3 separate regions of the Zea mays genome follow, and regions 1 and 2 are each linked to region 3. A link is a contact called in public Hi-C data. All regions are on one chromosome and are shown on one strand. The core of a region is the stretch at or near the end of the contact, and the rest is flanking DNA. Distances in the headings are between cores, read along the strand shown.

Region 1 (3,492 bases), core at 404-2,903, 140 kb before region 3:
CTTCTCACCCACTCATGCCTCTACTAAACCCACCCACCGTTTTTACCCCAGACAAATCCCACTGTCAACAAAACCAACGTTCCAGATTATTTTATTTGCCTACTTTCTCTTACTTAAACACATCCGACTGTCAAAAGACCATATAGTTCTCTCTCAATATTTCTAAAAAACATAGATTAATCTCTCTAATCTAGTGGCTAAACCTCTCTAATATCAAAAAGGGAAATACTTTTATTTATAAATAAGGATGTAAATGGTATGAATATTATCCATCTGTATTCGAATTCGATCCATATAAAAGGTTTGAGATCCGATCTACATCCAAGTCCGAGTATTATTTATATTCGTATCTATATACTCAAAGTTGAAAATTAAGATGTTAATATATATTCAAATCTTATCCGATACAACTTGATAATATTTGTATCCTATTCGAATACCCAAAAAATATAGAAATAAATATGGAACATGTAATATCTATCGGTATCGGATTCAATTACATCTCTATCTAGGAAGTCGAAGACTCATTCGAGGCCGCCACAAACTCTTCAGTAGGGATGGCAACGGGTACATACCTGTCGGGTAGTACCATTCCATACCTGTACCCATCAAAAAAATTATACCCATTAGGTTACCCGTATATGCTCGCGGGTATAAAATCTTTACCCATATCCGTACTCGTGCGGGTAATTTTACCCGTCGGGTAATCTGTACCAGCTAGGAAAGTCTTAAATTCCAATATATTCATCACTCATAATATTAAAATAAACATACAAAAACAAGTTTAACTTCACATATAGCAAATTATATGATTACATAACTTGGTAGCTAGACAAATGATAGCTAGAGATGGGTTCCATTTTAGCTAAGATAGATTCTATTAGATGATTATAGTGCTATTGATGCGGTTATATTTTATCCATTGGTAGACGGGTATGAATAATACCAACCCGTACTTGTACCTGTCTACCCAACAGGTAGAGGTTCTTGCTCATTAACATACTCGTAAGTAGATAAATTATCTCGTACCTACCTTTATATCGGGTAAAAGTTTTTGAATTGCGTTGGGGGAAATCTACCAAAGCTAGGCAGATAGATAGACTCCTTTCCCGCGGCTAAGGGAGAGCAAGAAACTAAATCACATGATTTTTCACCAGCGCCCTTTTTTTTGCGGGTACTAAGAGTCCTCTCACTACCAACCAGCAGACATCATCATCTGGCTGAATCTTGCCGGTATCAACAACGAGAAAGAAGAACCAAATGGAAACAACAACTAACTATGGCTCTTGGCCCAGACAACGTCCTAGGCGTAGGGGAGATCAAAACAAGAAGTCACGCCTAAACGACGACGCCCGTCCTGGGCTGCAGTAAGTAGATCGAGAGGTCGTTCCGCCCCTTGTCCTCGAAGATGGGTAATATGTTCTCATACAATGTTGCTCCAACTTTTTTCTAGAGGGCCTAGCTGGCGAGCGATCCCAGTCCGCGGCAGAGAACACGTCGGGTAATTCGGGTAATTGCCAATCATCTCTTTGTCGTCCTAACACCCAACAGGCTGAGCGCCGTGCCGCTTGAGCGCCTTGGGCCGCTCCCTTCCGCAGACCGCGCGCCACTAGGCCAGCCCAGCCGAGTAGGCCGCCTCCCACCTAGAGGCCGAATAGGCCGAGCGTGCGCCCGTGCTCAAGCGCCCGAGGAGCTCCCACCCAGCCGCCAGTAGCCTTTGCCGGCCTGAGCGCCACTTCTTATGAAGCTCCTACACATGACAGCGCGCCTGAGAAGACCGAGTAGGACTTTGCCCTGATGGGCCGCGCTCATCCAGGCTGAGTGCGGTGGGCCGCTCGCCAGGCCTTACCGTCACGCCACCGCAGTGGGCTGTTGCTAGTGCCCGCAAAGAAGAGATGCGTCTGATCTCTCTTTTTTTCCTTTTTTTTATTTTTCTTTTCCTTTTCTGACTCTGCCATGCAAGCATCCAACTCAACGCTTTCTGGCTCATTGGTATCCTGCGTGAATCGATCTAGACCTTGGGTGCGTTGATAAAGCAACATCTGCATATAGCGAGGCTGAGTCTACACCTACACATGCAATGTAGGCCAAAACATATTCTCCAGCTGCATGTATGGATACGCCACAAAATTCAGTTTCTCGTGGACCACGCTCGCCCGAGCCAGGCGCCACTTGTCTACCTAATCAATCAGCCGATTTATGTTCGTCTTCAATGCATGTAAATGACACGTGCACCGGGGTGAAGTCCAAAACATTCCGCACATTTTCTTGGACCAAATACATCAGTTTCTTCGTGAACTTAGGTCTTGTTTGATACTGCTTATCTTCAAAAAAATCTGATGAAGTTAGTGAAGTAGGTCATTAGAAGCTTTAAAAAATCATGAAGCTGAAGATGGAAATCTTTAGAACACATTTAGATAAGTTATTTTGTTTATTATTTAGATTAAAAATATTTTTTAAAACTATTTCAATTTATATTATAAACTACAGTGTCACATTAAAACTGAACCTAGAACAACACTTACCAAGCATGTTACATCAATATCAAAACACATATTTACACACATACATTACGTTCAAAAATCATGTAAATCACTTTGCCAAACCAATGCCAATATAACTCAATGTTTTGTCACACGTGATTTAACAATCTTCCCTTTGTGAAAGTATTGACAATACCACACAAACATTGAATATTGACATTCCCTTTTAGAAAAAAATGATTAAAATTCAAAAGCAAAGTGAAAAAGAACGACAAAAGATCTAAACCAAAATATTCCCCTAAAAAGAAGATAAATATGCAATATTGTGCCATGTGTTTGTCAAAATCCCCCCTTTAATAGTAATTTCGTCAACAATACACCAGAGATAACTTTGATTCCCTTTGTACACATTTGGATAATGATGAGCATTATAATTAATCCATATTTGTACAGATACTCAACAAAGGCATAGTAAAATATAGTCACACTTCCACATCCATGTACACATGATTTAATCCAAGCATAATTAAAAATTGAGGAGTCCACTAAGGACCGAGTTTCTCTCAACCCTTTTCTCACTCAAATGATCACCAAGATCGAACTTGAGTTTCACTTTGCTTTTCTTAAGAGATCAGAGTCTCCACAACTTCACACGTTGAAGGCTCTTGATAGCTTTACAATCAATGGATGTCTTGCACCAAGACTCAAGAACACAACACACACTCTTCTCTTATGCACTCTCTCAAGGCTCTATCTCGATTCACACACAAACATTAGATCTATTTCTCAATTCTCTCTTTTGTGGCACTTGTGAGGCTTTGGTCTCTTCAGGAGTGTTGCTCTAATATATTGAATGGGTCGATTGGGATGTATTTATAGCCCCAAACCACCGAAATAGCCGCTGGAACACTTACCCAAAATTTGCACTGAATTCGGGTGCACCAGACCATGGATAGTGCTTGGTCCAGTGCACATCGGACCTCTATCAGACTGTCGTTTTAGTGATCGT
Region 2 (3,860 bases), core at 890-3,389, 190 kb after region 3:
AGGGGCGGGCAGTTGTTAGCGATGATCACTAGCTTCGCTGTAAATCAATAGAAATACGATATATTACAGGCATGTTGCAACAGATTGACAATTAATAAGTAGAAAAACAGGAAATAGGCAAACTGCATTGTGATGATTTCTGTCGAAAAAAGAAAGTAATCTCCTCACACTTCAAAATTTCAGAAAGAAGCAGGAATGCCAAAGGAATTATACAACACAGAAGAGCTGGGTAAAGTGACACCACCTAGAAGATCAGTTAGGAAAAATAATAGAAAATAGTACATTAAAGACATTTATTCTATATTGAAGAAAATTAAAGCTAAACTGCAAGAATTATATAAGTTAGAAGAGGTGTCCCCATTTTATGCTAATCACCTGTGATGTCATGCACAGGTAATGTATGTAAGCATGGCATGGAAAGAATAGTTATGGCGTTGACTCATACACAATGGCTATCTCAGTCAATCCATTGGTAATCAGTTTTCAACGCTAGACTTGAAGAGCAATCACACCTTTGAAAAAACTACTAAGAATGCATCATTATTTCAAAGGAAATGAGCAGTGAACATCCAACATTAGCTACAAGCTAAGAGATTACATCACAGTATTACTGCAGAATTCCAAATAATAGAAAACGAATCTAAACAAAATACTCGGAGGATCAGAGTTTTGGCTTGACTTTCTCAAATGAGAAATTATAGCGCTCAGTATGTTCATTGTCGATCATCTGGGGAAAGGGTCATCATATCCTCTAAACATGCAATACAATTATGAAATTAAGACAACCAAACAAATAACCAATCTTGAGGACAAAATAAAACAGACTATTTTTGGTTCACTGTCAGTCAGACAGAAAAAATATAGGGGCATTTGTGACTGCTCTTGCAATTGTGATTTTACCCCTTCCTTTCGAAAACAAAGGGTTGTCATACCCATGCACCGTTACATGTAGTTAACAGTGTTAAATCTGATACAAAAAGTAAAAAATAGTCATGCAATTTATTGTGAATTTACCCCTTGTTATATTATATAATTGGGATTTTACCCCTGTTGGGGTTGAGCCCATACAGAATAGAAAGGAGGGAGGTTCAGACCTTTCAACCTTTTCTTTGCACATTTTTTTATTGTTTAATCACTAATTTTGATTTTTCACTAACGTCGTTGATAGGGGCAAATGGTAGCTTCATTTTCAAAAAATGGAGGGGTAAAATAACAAAGTTGAAAAATGGATGAACTGTGGAGAATCAGAGTTCTGGCTTGATTCTCCAAAGAGAATTATAGAGAACAGAATGTTCACTTGCGATCAACTGGGGAAAGAATCATCATACCCCACATACATAATATTTAATTATATAGAGAAAATACAACTTTCAGAGGAAGTGTCCGAAAATACGTTGTCCAGAGAATAATTTGGTGGGCATCCATGTAACCATGAGGTTGTCATGGCTGAGACCATGAATTTAATACCCTATTCTCCTTCTCTCAAAAACGTATTCCCATATTGACATGTAAAAAGGTTCACTTAAGTTGAAATGGGAACATACGAGTGTTTGTGTAATGGGCAATGGCAAGTCAAAATCAACAACATGGAAGCTAATTGACAGAACATCAATACAAGGTGGTCAATGACCATGATATGCAAAATGCGTCTTGCCAAAGAATTAAACTGCGACTTACCAAATGTGCATGAATTCACATGCTTCGAAAGGCCCTACCGCAAACATTATTGCTTGAAAGAAATGACTTACACTTAGAGTTCCTGAGAGTCCTGAGGACGGTCTTGTAGCCGAGAGTGTACTTGCCACTCTTCATAACAAGCTGCAGCTTGTTATTGATGTTGTCCGTGGATTTCTTCTGCACAAACACAACCACCACACCAACAACGCAGTGTTAGAGCCTAGAACCGAAGCCCAGATACGTGGCCCAGCGCAATGCAGCAGAATCTCATTTTCCGTGAGAAAAAAAGGAGACAGATAGACGAAAGTGTGGGAAAACGTAAACTCCACAGGGAGAGAGCGTGGAGTTAGGGGTCGTTACCGTCTTCTTTGTGGCCACCATGGTCGCGCCCCTTGGAGTGATAGCGGCGAAGCCTGCTAGGGTTTTTCGCGGAGGCGGCGGCGGCGGCGGCCCGGGAGTGACTGCGTGGTGGAAGGGTTGGGAGCGTTAGGATTTGCCGGTTATATAGAGATTTGGGAGCCGCTATGGGCTTTACAAAATGGGCTACTGTGGGCTTTATAAAACGGGCTTATATTACTGGAATTTTTTTATCGGGCTGCAGAATATGGCCTCATAGGGCTCTTGGATGAAAAAAGTCAGTAGGGATAATGGACAGCCGGCGTGGATTCACATCACGTGTCGGGGGATAGCCCGCGAGAAAAAATATACCTCGGCTATATCTATTGTCCAGTATAAAATTACTCCATATTCATGTTCACCATGTCTTCATACTCATGCTCACCATGGGTAGCAGATATTTATACCCACCAAAATTCTAATAGATATAATCATTTTAATCATAAAAGTAGGTATCAAATACAAAATAATAAAGCACATATGTCATCAATAATGAAAAATATTAAAATAGCATATCATCTTTGTGTCCAACATTGACAAAATCATCGAGCTCAACATAATTTTATCAAAGTTCAACAACATTCAACATTAAATGGCACTATCATGCAATCAGATCACACAAAATATATCACTCATAGACCGGAAGAGAGTTCTCAACGATAACATACAACATCGCCGGGATATCCGACAAGTAAATTTATTATGCGCGTTCCGGGCTCTCGAGAGTATACACAGAGGGCGTAACATTTATATTAGTTCGAGCAGAACGCCTATACTTTCAATTGTTGGTGGCTTGTGCTACTAACATCATTGATAATCAAACTCGTAGTAGGGGTTACAAGCAGTCGGAAGAGGGAGGAGAGACTCTCAGATCTCTTATCGGGGTGTAAGTAGACCTTAGAAGCTACAAGGTGGAGTCCTAGCTAAGTCTAAACTTGGCGGGGCTTCGACCTCCTCCTTTTTGTCCTTGTGGGTTGGCATCCGGTCGTCTCCAAGTCCCTCGATCCGTCGTTCTCTTCCTCGATCCCCTTGCGCTGAGGCGACCCTGTCCCTTTTATAGGTTGGGAGAGGGATCGTCCAATGGTGGCTTCTCTTGGAAGGAGTCGTAAGGCAGAGGCAAAACCAACGTTTTACCCCCAGGAGAGGCCGCGTGTACTCGCGGGGCCTGAGGCTACCTGGTTGTCATGTATTTATCCCGGTTGATGACATGGGGCGGCGATGGTCCCAAGCGCCATCATTCTGGCTACGCCGACCCCTAGCTTCTGTAGCCCGAGGCTCGGCGCAAACCCGTCGTGTAGTGCCTTGTGAGAGGTCTGCGCACTCAGGCCTAGTTCGATAGGTCATAAGTGCATCGCATGCCGATGGGCGCGTGGGTCATTAATGTGCCACAGTCTGGAGGCTCGTAGGTCATGAGTGCAATGCGGCCCGAGGGATCCATAGGTCATGAGATGGGAAGCAGACTAGCGCCCACGTTGTGGTTCGATGCCAGACATGGTTAATGCAGCTAGTAATTTATGGCGGGTTGGTTGGGGCCTGGCGCGGGATCCACTTGAGTACGTGGTTCCCTTTCGACACGCCCGACCTCCCTTGTCAGGCCTGCCACACCCGACCCCGGGCTCGGTGTCGCGAGGTTCGACCAGGGGCGGTGTAACACCCTGAATTTGGGGTATAAAATTTCTTCTCTAATATCTACCAAATTCATGTGTTACTCCTTTCTCACCTCTATAGATTTCATATCTCTTCTTTTAATAGAGTTTTGGGTATTTATTTGAGAGTTGTATTATTTT
Region 3 (3,759 bases), core at 1,038-3,537:
TGGAATTCCAAGGATCGTTGGCTTAACTTATATGGTGGGAATTATTCCACTTAATTTGAGAAGTCAAGAAACGAACCAGGCTAGCCACACGTGCGCGCGCCGCCGCTGGCCGGCCGGTCCAGGCTCGGGATCGGGCGTGGCGTGGCGAGGCGAGGCGAGGCAAGCAGGCAGCGAGCGGGCGTGGTGTGGTTGTGTTAATTTTAGCACTCATTAACCGCGGGAGTTTCAACTCCGGGTTAAACCTTTTAGATGCCCGTCTCTTGATCAGCCGCATGCGAGACCCTTCTCCTTCAGCTTCCCTTCCGCGATAAGGATAAAAGGGGGAGAACTCCTGTCGCTTGGTACCAGAACAGAACTCTTTCAGAATCATAGTCCAGCCGCAGAGAGGGTATTTCCATCTCGTGACTCTGCGCGCACAGAGGAACGAGAGGGCAGGTGCCTCCGAAGCCCTTGCCGATCGAGACCTTGCACGGGGAATCGGCAATTAGATTTTTGGGGAGCATCTTCGCGACTGCCCAACATCCGTCTAGTAAACATCTTCTTCCTGGCGTCTTCATCTCGTACAGATGACAAGAGAAGTTGGACAAGGATCAGGATCCTCGGAGCGCATGGGAGGGTATGATCAATTCAGCTCCTTACCATTTTACGCTCTGCAGTTTCTATATGTTTCATATGTTCATCTCTGCTGTTTCATATGTAGCCATGAAGTTATCCAAACTGTTCTATCATATTGTATCATGACTTTTCTGATGCCTGTTTATGCTATTAATATATCATATCTGTTTTTTTAATTTTACAGTCATGCTGTTTATATTGCTATCTATTTATTTTCAGTTGTTCCATCATGCTGCATGTACCATGTTTATATGCTTATTATATTTATATGATTCATACGTTTTATATTCTCTTATTCCATATTATTATGGATATATTTGTCATCATGATTTCTATGATTAATCATCTTTTATATGTCATCACCATAATGTTAATTTATGGAATTAATGATATGGAAAATGTCTATATTTCTAACAGAGGCTGCCTCCCGCTGCTCCCATATCTAATGTTGTCATGTGCTTTCCGCTATCACTGTATTTGGTGTGAGCCATTGCACCGGGAGAGTGACTCTATACTTCTACACGGCAAGGGGAGGGGGCACCGTGCTGCAAGCGTTGCGGTCACCCTCAGGGCCTACAACCTTATGGTCTGTTTGAAACCACCTAATTTTTAAGAAACTTGTTTATATAAATTGAGGCAGTTCCAAATATATCTGTTTATGACTCAGTTTATAAAAATTAGATTTTAGTTTCTTGGGTTATTCTAGTTAAAAGATAAAAAACAGTTTCTTAGAAAAAATAGGTTGCTTTAGATGTCCAGTCCGAATGCTTTTCAGAATGTAAGGTTGTCTCCAGCAACGTCCTCTAAATTTCATCCCCTAAAGGAATATTCTCTGTCCTTTACAGCACTCTTTAAAAGATTCTGTCCTCTATATTTTCTCTATCTCCAGCAGCGTTCCCTAAATCTGATCCTCTATATACAATCCTTTATTTTAACCATTTTTTTAGATTAAATAAAACTAGGAAACAGTTATCGCAGTACAAGTGTGGGCCCAGTCTATGTGTGAAGCTCTTGTCACGAGGTCCATGTGGGCTGTCCTTTCTTCCACATTGATTGCAGGACACAATGTATAGCGCATGTAGACGTGAACTCTAGACATAGCGTTTGACGAGGGTCCTCTAAATTTTAGAGGCTCATTTAGCGGGTGTTGTTGGACGCATGTAGTACGTCTTCGTCCGCTAAATCAAGGGTACCGGACCCTTTACCGAATACTGCTGGAGGCAGTCTAACTTGACCTCTCCTGCTCGTTCATATTTAAATGGTAAAAAGTTAAAATTAAAATTATTCATATAAACAAGGATTTGAATCATATTTATTTGCTCTAAACTCGTATTCACTCCCCAGTAAAACACATGTCTTTTGTGTTTAACAACGTAGAGTTGAATGGAGCTGTTTGTTATTTCCAAAAGGAACAAAGTGAGCCGTACCGTACGTATGATGTATGCAACGCCCGCGTGCGGCGGACCCCGTCCACCCCCCCAGTCCTCCCCGCCCGCGCAAACAAACGCCCGCGACCAAGTCCGTCCACCTCTGCCTCTGCGCGGCAGCCTTTCTCTCTGTCGTCTCTCCCCGTCTCCCGTCGCTGATTCCATCATCGTCCTCCCCGGCTTTTCCCCACCAAAAGCCGGAAGCCATAGCACCTTCTGCCAGCTAGTCCCCAGAAGGTGCCCACACCCCTCCCCACCCCCATCCCACGCAGCACAGCGGCAGACACCGCACCGCGAGTGACGCGGCAGCAAAAAACCATGGCGGCTCTGCCGTTCTCGACGCGGCGGCCCTTCTCGTCGCCGTGCTTCATCCTCTGCTTCCTCCTCGGCTTCGTCGCCGGCCTCTTCCCCTTCGCGCACCGCCACCTCCACCTCGACCTCGACCTCCGCCACCTCCCGCTCGCGGACCCTCCTCCCGCTGCGCCGACCCAGCGGGCCCTAGTCCGGCCGCCACCGACGACGACCCTGATCGTCGTGACGCCGACCCGCGCGCGCCCGCTGCAGGCGTACTACCTGCACCGCCTCGCGCACACCCTCCGCCTCGTCCCGCAGCCGCTGCTCTGGCTCGTCGTCGACCGCGGCGCCGCCACGCGCGAGACCGCCGCGCTGCTCCGCGGCTGCGGCCTCATGTACCGCCACCTGCCCTCCCAGTCCCACCGCGACGCGCCCGGTGCTCGCCGGACGAGGCCCGAGCACCCGGCGGCGCGCGGCCTGCGCCAGAGGAACGCGGCGCTCGACCACATCGAGCACCACCGCATCCACGGCCTCGTCTACTTCGCCGACGAGGACAACGTGTACTCCCTTGACCTCTTCGACCAGCTTCGCGGCATAAGGTAAAGGCGCACATCGTACCTCTCTTAGTTTCCCCCCACTCGCGTTTACGTACACGCATTCGCGACCCTGTTTCCGATTGGAATTGATTGGGTCAATTCTGTACTGGAATTTGAAACCCATTATGATCGATGTTGCGTTACATAGGAGTTTTGGCACCTGGCCAGTCGCAATGCTGGGCGTGGGGAAGAGCAAGACACTTGTGGAAGGGCCGGTTTGTGACAACAGCCAGGTAGTGGGATGGCACACGAACGAGAGGACCAAGAGGCAACGAAGGTTTCATGTCAATACTTCGGGCTTTGCTTTCAATAGCAGTATGCTCTGGGACGCCGACAAGAGGGCTCGTCAGGCGTGGAATTACATCCGGCTGCTGGACACGGTCAGAGATGGGTTTCAGGTAAGGCTCCTGCTTATGTCCCTGTCGAGAAGTTCCATTTATACGCGTTTGCTCATAAAATAGCCTGGTCAATTTTCTTTGGTGACAAGTGCAGCAGATTGGGATCGCCATTTTGTTTTTGCCTGCTTAGAATACGCGCCTGCGCCCTGACTGAATTGCTCCTTTTTTTTTTTGCATTCCCTGATATTTGTAGTTTACTAACTCAGAAAGTCAGGCCTTCCATAGTTGCGCATGATTGTATAAGATTTACCGTGCTCAAAGCCATATCCATCCAAATTTTGTGTGAATCATACTAAATTTGCTCTAACCCTGGCAATTACCTGTATATTGATTCAATTCATAGAGTGAAATTTAATAAATAAAAAATCCTCGAACGGTAAGACAACCCTCGTGCATTTTGCTAAGAAGACGCCCTTAATTTGAATAGTG

What was found. A called contact is a pair of places that touch in the nucleus more often than the background predicts.
Region 1: a Hi-C map of ear shows a contact between it and region 3, with 4 times the contacts expected there. The contact joins the enhancer-like site here to the promoter of LOC606445 in region 3. A contact is called at or near these places in 6 of 25 Hi-C or Micro-C datasets (ear, endosperm, leaf and 1 more).
Region 2: a Hi-C map of ear shows a contact between it and region 3, with 1.8 times the contacts expected there. The contact joins the promoter of LOC541668 here to the promoter of LOC606445 in region 3. A contact is called at or near these places in 2 of 25 Hi-C or Micro-C datasets (ear and leaf).

The regions. Positions count from the first base shown.
Region 1 is chr8:2,984,047-2,987,538 of Zm-B73-REFERENCE-NAM-5.0, reverse strand. No RefSeq gene overlaps it. Among protein-coding and RNA genes, the nearest start is that of LOC100501819, 110 kb to the left of the region's middle. Within about 2 kb of position 1,653, at least 17 of the 20 cell types and tissues checked have an H3K27ac peak or open chromatin away from gene starts, as enhancers often do. A contact at or near this core is called in ear, endosperm, leaf and 1 more, where this site is marked.
Region 2 is chr8:2,652,940-2,656,799 of Zm-B73-REFERENCE-NAM-5.0, reverse strand. LOC541668 (60S ribosomal protein L30) reads right to left here and starts at 2,139. Exons shown (of 5, transcript NM_001111421.1): 1 at 2,038-2,139; 2 at 1,749-1,854; 3 at 1-37. The coding sequence starts at 2,058. LOC111590098 (small nucleolar RNA Z103) reads right to left here and starts at 1,332; the gene lies at 1,240-1,332. It overlaps LOC111590097 (small nucleolar RNA Z103), which reads right to left and starts at 752; the gene lies at 657-752.
Region 3 is chr8:2,840,878-2,844,636 of Zm-B73-REFERENCE-NAM-5.0, reverse strand. LOC606445 (glycosyltransferase) reads left to right here and starts at 2,287. Exons shown (of 4, transcript NM_001112313.1): 1 at 2,287-2,935; 2 at 3,081-3,330. The coding sequence starts at 2,361.